Regions from separate parts of the Rattus norvegicus genome. Here region 2 is linked to region 1. A link is a contact called in public Hi-C data. All regions are on one chromosome and are shown on one strand. The core of a region is the stretch at or near the end of the contact, and the rest is flanking DNA. Distances in the headings are between cores, read along the strand shown.

Region 1 (5,955 bases), core at 2,779-5,278:
TGGGAAGGAAGGAAGGGTCACCCTTTCCTTTTCGGTTGAACTAGAAATCTTGTTCGACTTATAAGATGGGACTCAGAGGCAAATAGAAGACAATTTGTCTAGGCATGGAGGAAGGACTTGGTCTTTCTTCTTCTAGAAAAACTGCTTCCCTACATGGTATCTTTCTTCCTGTCACTTTGCTTATAGCAACTTATACTGAACCTTGTGTGGGACCTGTATGCTTGTGACCCTGCTAGCTCCCTCTTAAATCCACAAGAGAACCAGTAACACGTCACGTGGCTGAGATTAGGTTATTGAGAGAACACTTTCTCAAGGATGTAAACCGTTTGTGCTTCTTCGTTTTCTAGGTACAACTTGACTCCTATGCACCAAAAACCCAGGCACGTGGGGAACAGGACATTCCTTTCTGGTGCATGATGTTTTTAGCTCTGAAAGCCAGATAGTATTCACTTCACTTTTCTCCTTCCAGTCAGACACTGGGATTACTGTATTTTTTGAGGGGGAAAGGTGTTGAAAATGACAATATCATCAGTATTGAAAAACAGAAACTCTTGTCCTGGTACCCTGCCTCTCCTTTATTAAGGCATATATTTAAGCTGCCTACTTTTTTTAATGTTTGAAATGTAGGAAGGTCATATCAGAGGTTTAAGATAAAAGGATACAGGACTAAAAATTACAAATTTGATAGGATCTGTTTAAAATGTTTATGCAGATATACATGCAGATATGTGCATGTACATGTGTGTGTATATGTATGTGTAAGTTCCTAAATGTATTTAGCAGATTGCCTAACCTCCCCTGTACCATACTCTGTTATTAGGAAGTGGAGGAGGAAGGATATGGATTTACATAGTATCCCATGGTTATTTTGTTCTAGAAACTTCCACATTGGCCCAGAGGGACTCTACTGCTACATTTTCTTTCTCTGCTACAGGCCTTCTCTCCCTCTTCAGAACATGCCATCATTTTCTGCCAAGACCACATAATTCTGTGTCCTTCCTTTCTTTTGAGATATTAGAGATCTCTGTTCTGCTATTTTTGCCACTGTCTAGTAAGTGTCACGTGGCCACAGTCAGAGTATAGTCTCCTTGTCAGTGTGGCACTACACTCATGCTCAAGACAAGAACATTTAAAGTGGTGATTATCACAAGTATCAAAAAGGTTAAGACTTCATTTTTCTATTTTACAAATTAGTGGTTTGATCTGCATCAAAAGTAAACTCAAACACTCTGATGGGGTAGTCTCTGGAGACATGGCATTATATCAAAGCTAGTGAGATATAGGGCTGTTGGTGGTCAGCACTCCCAACAGGGAATATGAACTCTGAGTTGCTGACATATCCACAGAAGAGTTTGGACTCAAACTCAGTACTCTGATTGGTGCTATATTATTGGGATATGAATACATGTATCCTAAGACTTAACAGTATAATTGGTCACATTGATCATACCTCCTCCATAGGAAATAAGGACCCAATGCCCCCACTTCACAAAAGTAATGTTAAAAGTACCATGTTGCCTATTTCACAATTCAAAAGGACCTGCCATGGTTATCTTTGTCTTCATCTACAAATGGGAAAGACAGGGGCAATAAGGGGTCAATGTCCGTGGCCAATAGACATGAGGGACAGATTGTAGGATGAGAAGCCAGGATGGAATCTATACTGGACTTGTAGAGGGATATGCCAGGATCCCCACCCCAGCTATGTCTCTAGAATGGTCCCTGTCACTACAGTGGGTATCTAAGAAAAGAGGCCTATTCCCACTCACTAGGCAGTGCAAACCTGCATAATCAGAACACTCAGTGCAGAGGATAGGAGCATTGAAAAGATAAAGGACCTCTTTAAAACAGATTTTCCCCCACGCATTTTTTTCATAATTATAGCTTTAAGAGCTTATGTGATGGGAAAAACTGGCTACTTAAGAAAAATTAGGAGTCTCATCTGGCAGGAGAAAATCCCCCGGGGGACAGTGCACTGCCGTTTTTCAGAGCCCCCCAAAAAAACCCCCGTACCGACATCTGCACATTGGCCTGATATATAGCCAGCCTGCCTCACTATGGCCAAAGCCTTGTGTTGTAATTAAAAACACTCTGCATGCCACTAAATATGGTGTCTCCATCCATTTCTGCAATCATGGAGTCTGAGGAGATAAACAGAATCCATTGCAGATGTGTCAGAGGCTACGGCCTACTGACTCACAACCACATCCCAAATTCCAGCCTCTGAGAACCTCCCTGTGAAAATACAAAGTGCAAACAAATGGCCCCTTCTGCAGCTTTTCACAGCCTTGGGCAGTTTTTCTAGTTGAGGAAGAAGGTTGGAGTGGGGACAGGAGCTACCCATATGATCAAAACTATGACTTCATAAATGACTTCCTTGATAAATAAAAGTCCTCTGGCCACATATGGGTTTGTACCAGGCTGCTCCCTTTTCCCTTCTTAATGTCTTCTTTTTGTTTTTAAGGTCCAAAAGTCAAATATTTTGAGTAGTTGCCTCCCTACTGTTGGCTCCCACAGAGAATGTATGAGGGACAAGGCTAGCTTAATTTAATCATCTGTATGTCTCTAGGCTGAGCACCCTCATCCCCAGGAAAACACCAGCAGCTAGGTTTTATTTGGGGTTGCCCAGGCCACCCCTGGGCCTTCCCAAAGCAGCCCCAGCCTACAAGAGTTTAACTACACATCAGTCCTCTGGTCACCGTAAGCCATCCAGATATCAATGAGGAAATGTCATCCCCTGCACAGCCCAGGGTGAGATAGGTTATCTGTAGGCCCTGACCCCATAGCTCCCACAGACCAAAGCTGCCAGGAGCTTGATGGGCATGGCTAGTTTTGGAATGATGTGTAGAAGAAATATGCCAGTACTTCAGGAGCAGAGGAAAAAGGATTGCATGTTAGGAAGTGATGTCAGCTTGCGTTAGAGTCCTAGACAGTACTTGGATGTCCTTGGCATAATATGGCGCTGGTATCTCTGTCAGCATCTCTGTTTTCTGTCACCATGCACAATCCTGGGCCTGTCTCCAGTCCTGACAGTGTCTTTTCAGATCAGGTTAGTGCCAGCCCAGAGACCAAGTCGGCTTCCCAGCACACAGCCCCTTTGTTTGAAGTCTGCCCTTTTGTCATTAACGCACTCAATGTCTATTTAAATCTGACAGTGAGTGCAGTATCTGTTTTCCCATCAAGAGATCATTGACAATATTAATAACTCACGGCCTTGCCTCATTTTCCAAGTGCTGACACCTAGCCGCTGCCTCCTGCATTCATCAAACAGCCCTCTCTCGCCAGGATGTCTATAAACAGTCTTGCTTCCAGGCCTAAAGAAACAGGGCAGGCCTTAAAAAGGACTTTTATCAGTGCCAACCATAAATGTGTGAGCATGGCTCAGAATGTATCCCAGGCCTATGTTCCAGGAACACTGTTTTCCATCTGTTTGCGTCTAGAGTGGAAATTCAGCATGGAGAAGGATGGAGAGAAAAGATATAGACTGCCCAAATGTGCAGACAAGTTTATGAAAAGGAGTGCAGCCATGGTAGACAGCGGTGTGTGTGTGCACATGACTGCCTGTCATGCAGTTTGCTCATGAGAAGGACTGTGTTCCTTACAATATCTGGCAGCCCTATCCCCATCTTTTTATGAAAACGCATGCTGTACTGGTACCGTAGAAAGAAATTGACATCCTTTGTACTGTGCCTCCAGATTTTTTGAGGGTTGCTTGAATCAGCCAGGTTTAAGACCTTTTTAAGTCTTTTGTGGGGTTTCCCATGCCTCTGAGGCATACTCATCCAAGCCACTGAGGGAGGTAGAATGTGACCAACCCAGCCCTTAGACCACCAGGGTTCTGGCATTAATGATGATGTCAGCACAACTCTAGGCAGTACAAAATACAATAAAGGGAGCAGCTCTGTGCCAAGAGCTGAAAGAATGGGTCACAAGAAAGATCTGAGTGAGGTTTCACACAAGCTCAGTATTTCCAGGCACTAGACCAATACCGAAAACCAGAAACTGGGGACTAGGGACGTGGAGGGACAGGAAAGCCAAGTCAAGCAGGAAGAGAAGCCCACAATAAAGCCGTCTATGGCAACACAGCAAGAAAAGAGCCAGGTCCCAAATGATGTCATCCTGTTCCTCCTCCAACTCCGAGAGCTCCTGGCCCTGGGTAATTTTCAAGTTTGCCTCTGATTATCCAATGCAGGGCAGATCTACACTACCCTTAAAAGTTTCTACATGACATTTTAATCCTTATTTAAGAACGAAGTTTAGGGAATGTAGAGGTGCATTGAAAAAGTACTTGCAATGCAAGTATGAGAACCTGAGTTTGATTCCCCAGTGCCCATATAAAGTAAAGGCAGTGTACAGCTGTGTACATCTGTATTCTCAAAGATAGAGCTGGGCAGAAGGAACCTAGCAGCCTGTTGGTCAGCCAGTCTAGCCAAATCCAAATCCATGTACTCCAGGCCAGTAAGAGAACACAAAACAAAACAAACAAACAAACAAACAAACAAACAACCCAGTAGATGGTATTTGTGTAAAAAGAGGAAGACAGTTAACTGACATCAACCTGTGACCTCCATAGATATATACATGTACACATACCTAATACACATGCACCTATACCCATCCCCCTACACACATATACACATGTACCTACATCCATACACACGTACACATACCCACATCCACATACCTACTACAATACACGCACACTAATTCATACATACATACACACACACACACACACACACACACACACACACACACACACAAAGTGTATAAGTTTGTAACACTAGCATGTCATGTGGAGAACATGGCTGATCTCAGATCAATGAAGAGTGCTGAGTACTGCTATCACACCGCCAATCTGAGGAAATACGAATCATGTGCACAGAGGGTGACTATCACAGGCAGGGGTGTGGCTCATGCATTGTTCTTTTATAACTATTTCCTTTCTTTGTTTCCTGTGTACTTCAGAGATTTAAGTCTCATTTGTCCTCAGGCAACTCTATGCAAGAGAATTTTAGGGTAGTTCTTCTAAGATTGGAAAGAAAAAAAAGGATGGTAAAAAAGGATGACGTTGGCCAACAGAAGTTATAAATATTTTCTTGTGGGAACACTTTTTAAAATAATCTTATAGACTTTTAACTATAGCCGGTGCCTTCTGGATATTTATTCTGTAGTGATGAGCATCAAAACCAGACACTTCCACATTCTAGGCAAGTACTATTTTTCCAAGTTACTGCCTTGGCTCTTGATTTCTCTTTTTAAAGAGTCTCACTATGAAGCTAAGGTTAGACTCCAACTCACCATCATTTTACTATCCACCCAAGTACTAGGGTGACAGGCATGCACCTCCAGGCATAGGACATTTTGTTGGGGGTATATGTAATATGTAAGGATGAGTTGATTAGTGCATCTGCCCCTCTTCTAATGCTGTGCTTCATAATGAAGTGTCCCACAACCACCATGAAGGACAGGAAAGTTTCATAAAGAGCCAGAAATTATATATGAATATATAAAATTGAAATTGAAGATGAAAATCAAGATCTTTTTAACAGGAGAGATGAGTTGCCTCAACCTCAATGTGGTGCCTAGCAGTGGGGACATCTAATGTCAATGGCACTTATTACTGTCTGTACAGTCTTCAATCAGCACAGCCTCTCTTCTTTAATCACCCAGCATGGACTTGAAGACCCCAGGATTTTGAAAATTCTCTCTGGAAGTCAACAATATTGATTTCCAATAAAGGACTTCAAGATAGTCACATTCTACAAAGATTATCCTGTGGCCTTCGCTTGGGCTAGGTTCATCTAATTTAAACTTAATTTTTTATTCTTAGTTCTAAACTGAGGAAATCTGGGGGGGGTGGGAATCATGCTATATTTTGGGGAACCATTTGTCAAATTAGGAAATTTCTAATTATGCAAAGAAATCACACGTAAAGCTGTTATTTCTAGCACT
Region 2 (6,476 bases), core at 3,446-5,945, 1.1 Mb before region 1:
GGCCTACCACCAGCCCCGACTCCAACAGGAAGAAGGCAGGCGGGGGTGGGGTGAGCAGGGTGTGAAGGGCTTTGGGACATTTGATTATCTCTAGGTCTAAAAAACTCAGTTTGTTCCCGAAGGACAAGAAGGTCCTGCGCGCTTTATCCAGGTCAGCAAATGTCCTCCCATCCCTGCTAGTCTGTCCCGGCTGTCTGCCCCAGGACGGGGATGCTTGAAATGTGAACAGGGGAAATGGCTATGCAGTCGCGCGTCCCGGGGGGCCTCTGGCCCAGCCAGGCGAGTCCCAGCCTGCTCCACTCTTTGCACAAAACGAAACTCACCCCCCCCGTCCCCCCAAAAAAATCCGTAAAAGAGAAATTTAACAAAAGCCAAAGCTTCTATTTTCTCTGCTTTCACTTTTCACACAGCAACTTCCCAGAGATTTAAATAAAAACGAAGTGAGCAATTAGCCGAGGATACGATCTTTCCACACTGGAATTCTCTCTTGAAAAACCTTTCCCCCAAGGCCAACCATTCAGCTGGCCAGCCCTTCTGAAGCTTTCGCCTAGTCAAGAAAATCACAACAAAGCAGGAGGAAATTCATAGCCACGATTCATACCCGGGCTGAAGGTATAGGGAGGTCCCGGGAGTCCGCGGCGGCTGAAACCACTTTAATAAAGGTAAAAAAATAAAAATAAAAATAAAAATATAATAAGAAGTAAAACCTTTTAATACATCAAATATACGGAATTTAATCTTTAAAGCGATACATTGTCTATTATTTTAGCACATGACGTAAACCTTGTCCCCTTCTCAGCGGGTGGACTTAAAAATTAAAAACAGTTAAGTGTTCCTTTTAAAGAACAAAATAAGGCAAATGAGGTTTTGGAATAGAATTGTTTTTCCTTTTTTTTTTGTTTTCTTCCAGAATACATACAAAAAAATACCCATTCTCTTTCGATGGTGTACACCTTAAAAATAATTGCAATTTGAAATCAGAGTTGACAAATTGTGACTTATTTTGTTTCGTCTTTTTCATTTCTTTTTTGTAACAAACATGCATGTAAATTTGAGTTTCAATCAGACATTAAATAAGAACGCACAATACAATCATAGCAATTTTAAAGTAACATTAAAGAGAAGACCCCTAATTCTGTAGCGGTTTTGTTTTTATTTATACTCTACAAGGGATCGGAGGGTTTGTTTTCCACATATTTACCCTCGGGTTTTAATTCCCCCCTCTTCCTTTTAACCTACGGAGCTCAAACTAAATAATGCACTTTTGAACCACGGGTCCGCTTGGAGCTAACATAAATAAATACCAATGTTCACCGGCGAAGTCCTCAGATGAACACTTTCTCAATTATTTTTCCTTCTTTTTCTATAAAAAGTCAAATGATTTTTTTTCAACTTTTATAAAGTTTTGTTGGGGAGTAGGGGTGGAGAAGTTTCCCATCCAGGCTCACTCGCGCTCTCTGGTTGGGTGGATAGGTAAGATTTAAACTTTCTTTTCCCTTCGTAGCCTGGGTCTTCTGCCCCTGAGGGTGTCAGGAACCTCTCTCGGGCCCTGCCCCTCCCTCGAACCTCCCATCCCCCCAGCTCCTTCCTCTTTTTCCAAATTCTTCTAGGCCGCCCTCACTGATACCCCAGTGCGGAGGCAGTGGTCAGTCTCTGTCCGTAGAGGGCATAGGGGGAGTAGTAGGGTCCGGTGGCAGCAGGCACCGGCACTGGGGCACCGGGCGTGGGGAGCGGGCTCTTGGAATACGGGTGGTAGCGGCTGCTGAGTCCCAGTGCGTGGTGGGGGCTACGCAGCGCCAGGGTCCCTGGGCTGCCTGGTGCGCCCGACGTGGGGATGTGCATGTGACAAGCCATGGCTGCTGCGGCGGCGCTGGCGAGAGAAGAAGAACTGGGGTAGCCCGACAGCAGTTTGTCTGTCCCTGGGAAGGCCGTATGGGTCCGCAAGTGGCTCAGCAGCTCTTCGGACGTGGCGAAGCGCTTGTCGCACGGCCCATTAGCGGACACCCAGTTGCAGATGTGGGGGAGCGGGTCGTTAGGGAGCATGAAGCCGTAGGGGTAGAGGGGGTGGCCGGCTAGGGAGGGTGGTGTGGCGCCTGCAGCAGCGGCAGCCGTCAGTGAGGAGTGCACGCCGTGCAGTGGGTGCGTGGGGTACACCAGCGGGTATCCCGATTTGAGCGCTGCCGCTGCAGCAGCCGGATCATGCGCGCACGAGGCGCTGGCAGCTGCAGCCCCGGCCAAGTGGCTGGCGCAGTGGTAGCTGAGGCAGTATGGGTCCCGGCACAAACTGGCTGTCATCACTGATGGCGGCGATGCCCCAGCCAGAGGACTCGAACCCGCTGGCTTACTGCAACCAAGAGAGCCGGCTGCGGCCGCTGCCAGCTGAGCCCCTACCAGGCTGCCAGGCTTGGTGGGGTCGAGCGCCACACCGTGTGGCAGGAACTGGGGCGGGTAGCCAGCGTAGGCCCCAGCCAGGCTGCCTGGGTAGGTCATGCCCGCGGGGGGTAGAGGGAACACAGTCTGGCCCGGCTTGTAGGGAGATACCGGGGCTACCAGACCGGAGCCCAACACCGACGACGAGGTGGGTGCGCTGGGACCCGAACCCGAGCTGGAGCTGGAAGAGCCACCACAGTCCGAGCTTAGAGCCTTGCCTCCTGGACCCCCTTCGGAGTGCTGGTTCACGTCCACGTTAATTCCGCTGCCGCAGCTAATCCGGCCATGCGCCAGCCCGGCAGGTACCCCGTCCGCCGGGGCGCCCCCGGAGCCCTTGCTGCTGCCACCGCCGCCAGCTTCCGGATCTTTCTTGTCGTCCTTGCCCTCCGGGCCGCCCCCGGCGGAGGGCAGCATGCCTCCCGGCGAACAGGCCGAGGCGCTGGAGCTGGGACTGCCTGTCCTGGGCGTAAATGGCTGGCAGGTGGCGCTCGGTACCCGGAATCCTGACTTCTCCGCAGCAACACCCCCGCCGCCGCCGCCGCCACCGCCGCCTCCGCCGCCGCCTCCCGGCTCCTTCTTATCTGAGCCGGGTTTAGAGTAAGGTTTGAAACTCGACTTGTCTTCCACGCCGATGTCGCTCAGCTTCAGGGGGCCCGACTTGGCGTCCTTGTCGCCCCCGGCTCCGCTGCCTGCACCACCCGCGCCGCCCCCGTTGGAGGCGACCGAGGAGAGTTTGGAAGAGGGCGAAGGGTCCGGCTTCCCTATCTGCGAACATGTTTGAGCCAGCAGCGCAAGTGGGCTCTTCTTGGCGTCCAGCTGCGGAGTCAGATGGGGAGGGGTTCACACAGAGAAAGAAAGAGAAACCCTTTAGAATCCTGCACTTAAGGTTCTATTGCCCTCGGCCACAGCCCGCGAAAAGCATTTCAACTTCGAGGCGCAATTCTAAGCGGCACCCCACTCCATGGGAAAGATGCCAAAGTCCCCTGACCGCTCTAGGATCCTCCCTGCATTCTTTAGGCACTACTTAGATTAGGAAACAATCTCTCCCAAATGTTTTGGTTTTCATCTCCTTACACCCAGAACTGTACCCTCTTTCCCCGCACACACGCCTTGACTCTAAAGAGTAAGGGCTTGAGCGGTTGGCGCCTCCGAGGCTGTGTAAATATATTCGCTTCGGAGAGCCGGAGGAAGGCGACTTTGGAAGAGTATACAGGCCCCTGTCCGCCTAGGGGCCGATGGGGGAGGGCTAGGGACATAGGGACTTTAATACAGAAAGGACAAGTTTGTGTGGCTTTGCCCCTTAGAAATTGCACCCAATTTCATCCCGTTGCCCTTTTCCGACTAAGGTTGGGGAAGCGCTGTCCTTTCCTCCCATCCTAGAGCTGAATCACTCCGACTGCCCCTCCACCCCACCCCGCGCGCCCCAGATCCCAGGGGGGAAGAAACCCTACAGGAAGGCAGCCCTGGTAGGGGTCCCAGCTTCACCCTGAGAGAAGGTCCTTACCTCGATGGGGCTGACGGGCGTGGAAGGCAGGGGCTGCAGATACTCTGGGTGTAAAATGTGGCCAGTCCGTGCCGTCAGCATCTTCAGCACCTTGATGGGCAGGCGGTTAGCCTGGCGCAGGGGGTCAGAGGGGGGCACGGCGTGCACAAAAGGCTTGGTGCTGCCGGCCGGGGAGGAGCCTGGGCCGTGGCCGGAGCAATTTCCAGAAAGCGCGCTGGTCCAGGCAGGGTCCGCACTGCCACTGCCGCCACCGCCGCCGCCGCTGTGCTTACTGCTTCTTAGGGCAGAAAGCGAGGGCGCTGTGCTCATGACCCACCCGCGTGCATGGGAGCAGCGGGGGGAGGGCTCCGAGACGCGCGGGGCGGGCTCCGGGCTGCGCGTTCGCCCCGGGAGCGGGAGCAGCTGGAGGAGGAGCTGGCGCGGCGGACGCGGGAGCCCCGCGCGCCTTCTCGCCGCCTGGAGTCAGAAGCGAATAATCCTGGGTGGCCCGCAGGGGAGCCGTGGCGGGGCTAGAAGAGCAGGATGGACTGCGGGAGTGCCCCCGCGGTGCGCGGTGTCTGTCTCGGGCTGTGCCCTGCGCTGCGCTCTTCCGGCCCCGAGCCGGCGCTGCGCTCGGCGACGTGAGCCGCTGCTTGTCCAGCCGGGGCTCTGGCGAGGAAACTCACTTCAAAAGCAGCTGCACGGAGGGGGAGATTAAAGCCTTTGCCGCCTTCCAATCAAATGGGAGCCCGAGGTGATTGGAGGGTCAAGGGGATGTGACGCGTCCCGCGCCGCCGCTGCCGCCGCCGCCAGGACTCTCAGAGCTGGTTTTAATGGGCAGCTCCCTCTTCACCGCCCCTCGGCTTGTCCCCTCCCTCCATTTCGCTACCCGGACGAGCTGGACATTTATTCTACGTTTGTCATCTACCGCCTTCCTTCTTTTTTTCTCCTCGTCGTTCTTCGTTTTCCCAGCAAGAAAACAAACTGAAACCTTTGGAGGGAGGGAGTGCGAGGGAGTTAAGAGACTTCGGAAGAAGAAATGCTGGCGGGAGTGTGGATACCTGCGGAACAGTCAACTCCTGGGATGAGTGGGGCCTGTACACAAAAAATTCTTTTCAGAAATCGAGATTTCGCGTAGCGCGGCCACCCGGGTAAGGAAAGGTGGAGAATTGATGCTGCAGGAAGTCTGCCCGCCCGCTTGGATTTCTGGAGGTTCAGCAACAGAGAAACCAGAAGCTAGAAGGGCAACGGAGGCGGTGGCTGCTCGTCCTCGCGACGTGCGCGGGGCTCTCCGCCCTTCCCGGTCACGTGACACCCGAGGACGCTCAGATTGGGGCAGGCGCGGGGGTCACATGTTTCCCCTGTTTCACACTTCAGTCCCCCCATTCTTGCTTTCCTCTTGCTACTCTCCCCCCCCGCACCCCCCTTTTTTCTGGGCATCTCCACCCCTCCATCAATTGTCAATGTGCCTCGACCGCAATCAATCAGTTATTTGTCAGCTCTTGTCAATCTGCCCGTGATTTATGTCAGCTTTTGTTGCTGATTACAAGGCGGGTGAGACTTGAAGGGAAAAAGAGAGAGACAGAGAAGGAAGAAGACAGAGAAGGAGCTGAAGGAGGGGGAAGAGCAGCAGCCTGCTGAGACCTGTGTGTGCGTGCGTGTGTGTGTGTGTGTGTGTGTGTGTGTGTGTGTGTGTGTGTGCGTGCGCGCGCGCGCGCGCGCGCGCAGGGTGTGTAAGAAAAAGAAAGAAAGGGGAAAGAGGCGTCCACTGTCAGGAAAATGAAATAGTGAGAGTAAAGTGCGCAGGTGCATCTCGGACGCGGAGTCCAGCGCACCGGCCTGGGATGTGCTCACTCCCTCTCCGGTTGTCCAGACAGACACACCCTCCACCTTTGGGTGCTTCGGTCAACCCGGGTCGCCCAGTTCGGGTCTGCTTGGTACTTAAGAACGGCGCTGGAGGCGACGTCTCACACGGAGGTTTCCCGCCTCTCTGGCATAATCCCTCCCAGGCACGTAACTTGAGGATGTCCAGCTGCCGACCTCGGTAGCATTCTGACCCCAAACTCGGGCAACTTCTTTCTAAAGAGCCACATCACCAAATAGAGCCCGAGTTCTGGAGGTTACTTGTGGGATAACCCTCCTCAATTCTGTGACCCGAGTTCATAGCGAGAGTTGAATAGCTTAAGGGAAGAGGCCTGACCATGTGCATAGGCAAACAGGTCTCAGGCTCGCTCTCTTTTTCTCCCGGGTCCTTCGCCACTCCCCTCCGCTCGCCATCCCGACAGTCCTGGGAGCCAGGACTATATCGTGCAGCTCGACGGGACAAAGTGGACCGTCCAGACAGGATTGACCTGTACGGGGAGAGGAGAGGGAAGGAACTCGAGAGGGAGGAACTCTGCCTCTCGCCTGTGGGAACCGGTTCTTCCAGGCAAGCGGAGCGGGACTTCGGCGTTCCCCTCGATTTGCGCCGTCACTCGGGCTGTTTGGAAAGAAGAGGGGAGGCGCTGTGCTTGCTGACTTGTACCTGGATCTGGGTGCACTCGTGCCTAAGCACTGGTGAGCC

The links. A called contact is a pair of places that touch in the nucleus more often than the background predicts.
Region 2: a Hi-C map of psoas muscle shows a contact between it and region 1, with 4 times the contacts expected there. The contact joins the promoter of Zfp503 here to the enhancer-like site in region 1. A contact is called at or near these places in 6 of 12 Hi-C or Micro-C datasets (the A7r5 cell line, Schwann cells, kidney and 3 more).

Annotation. Positions count from the first base shown.
Region 1 is chr15:1,275,459-1,281,413 of GRCr8, reverse strand. The region is part of intron 6 of Lrmda (leucine rich melanocyte differentiation associated); the gene reads left to right. Among named protein-coding and RNA genes, the nearest start is that of Trnat-agu13, 630 kb to the left of the region's middle. Within about 2 kb of position 4,028, at least 19 of the 93 cell types and tissues checked have an H3K27ac peak or open chromatin away from gene starts, as enhancers often do. A contact at or near this core is called in Schwann cells, where this site is marked.
Region 2 is chr15:2,360,669-2,367,144 of GRCr8, reverse strand. It overlaps Zfp503 (zinc finger protein 503), which reads right to left and starts at 4,695. Exons shown (of 2, transcript NM_001107250.1): 1 at 3,935-4,695; 2 at 907-3,246. The coding sequence starts at 4,243. The coding sequence ends at 1,618.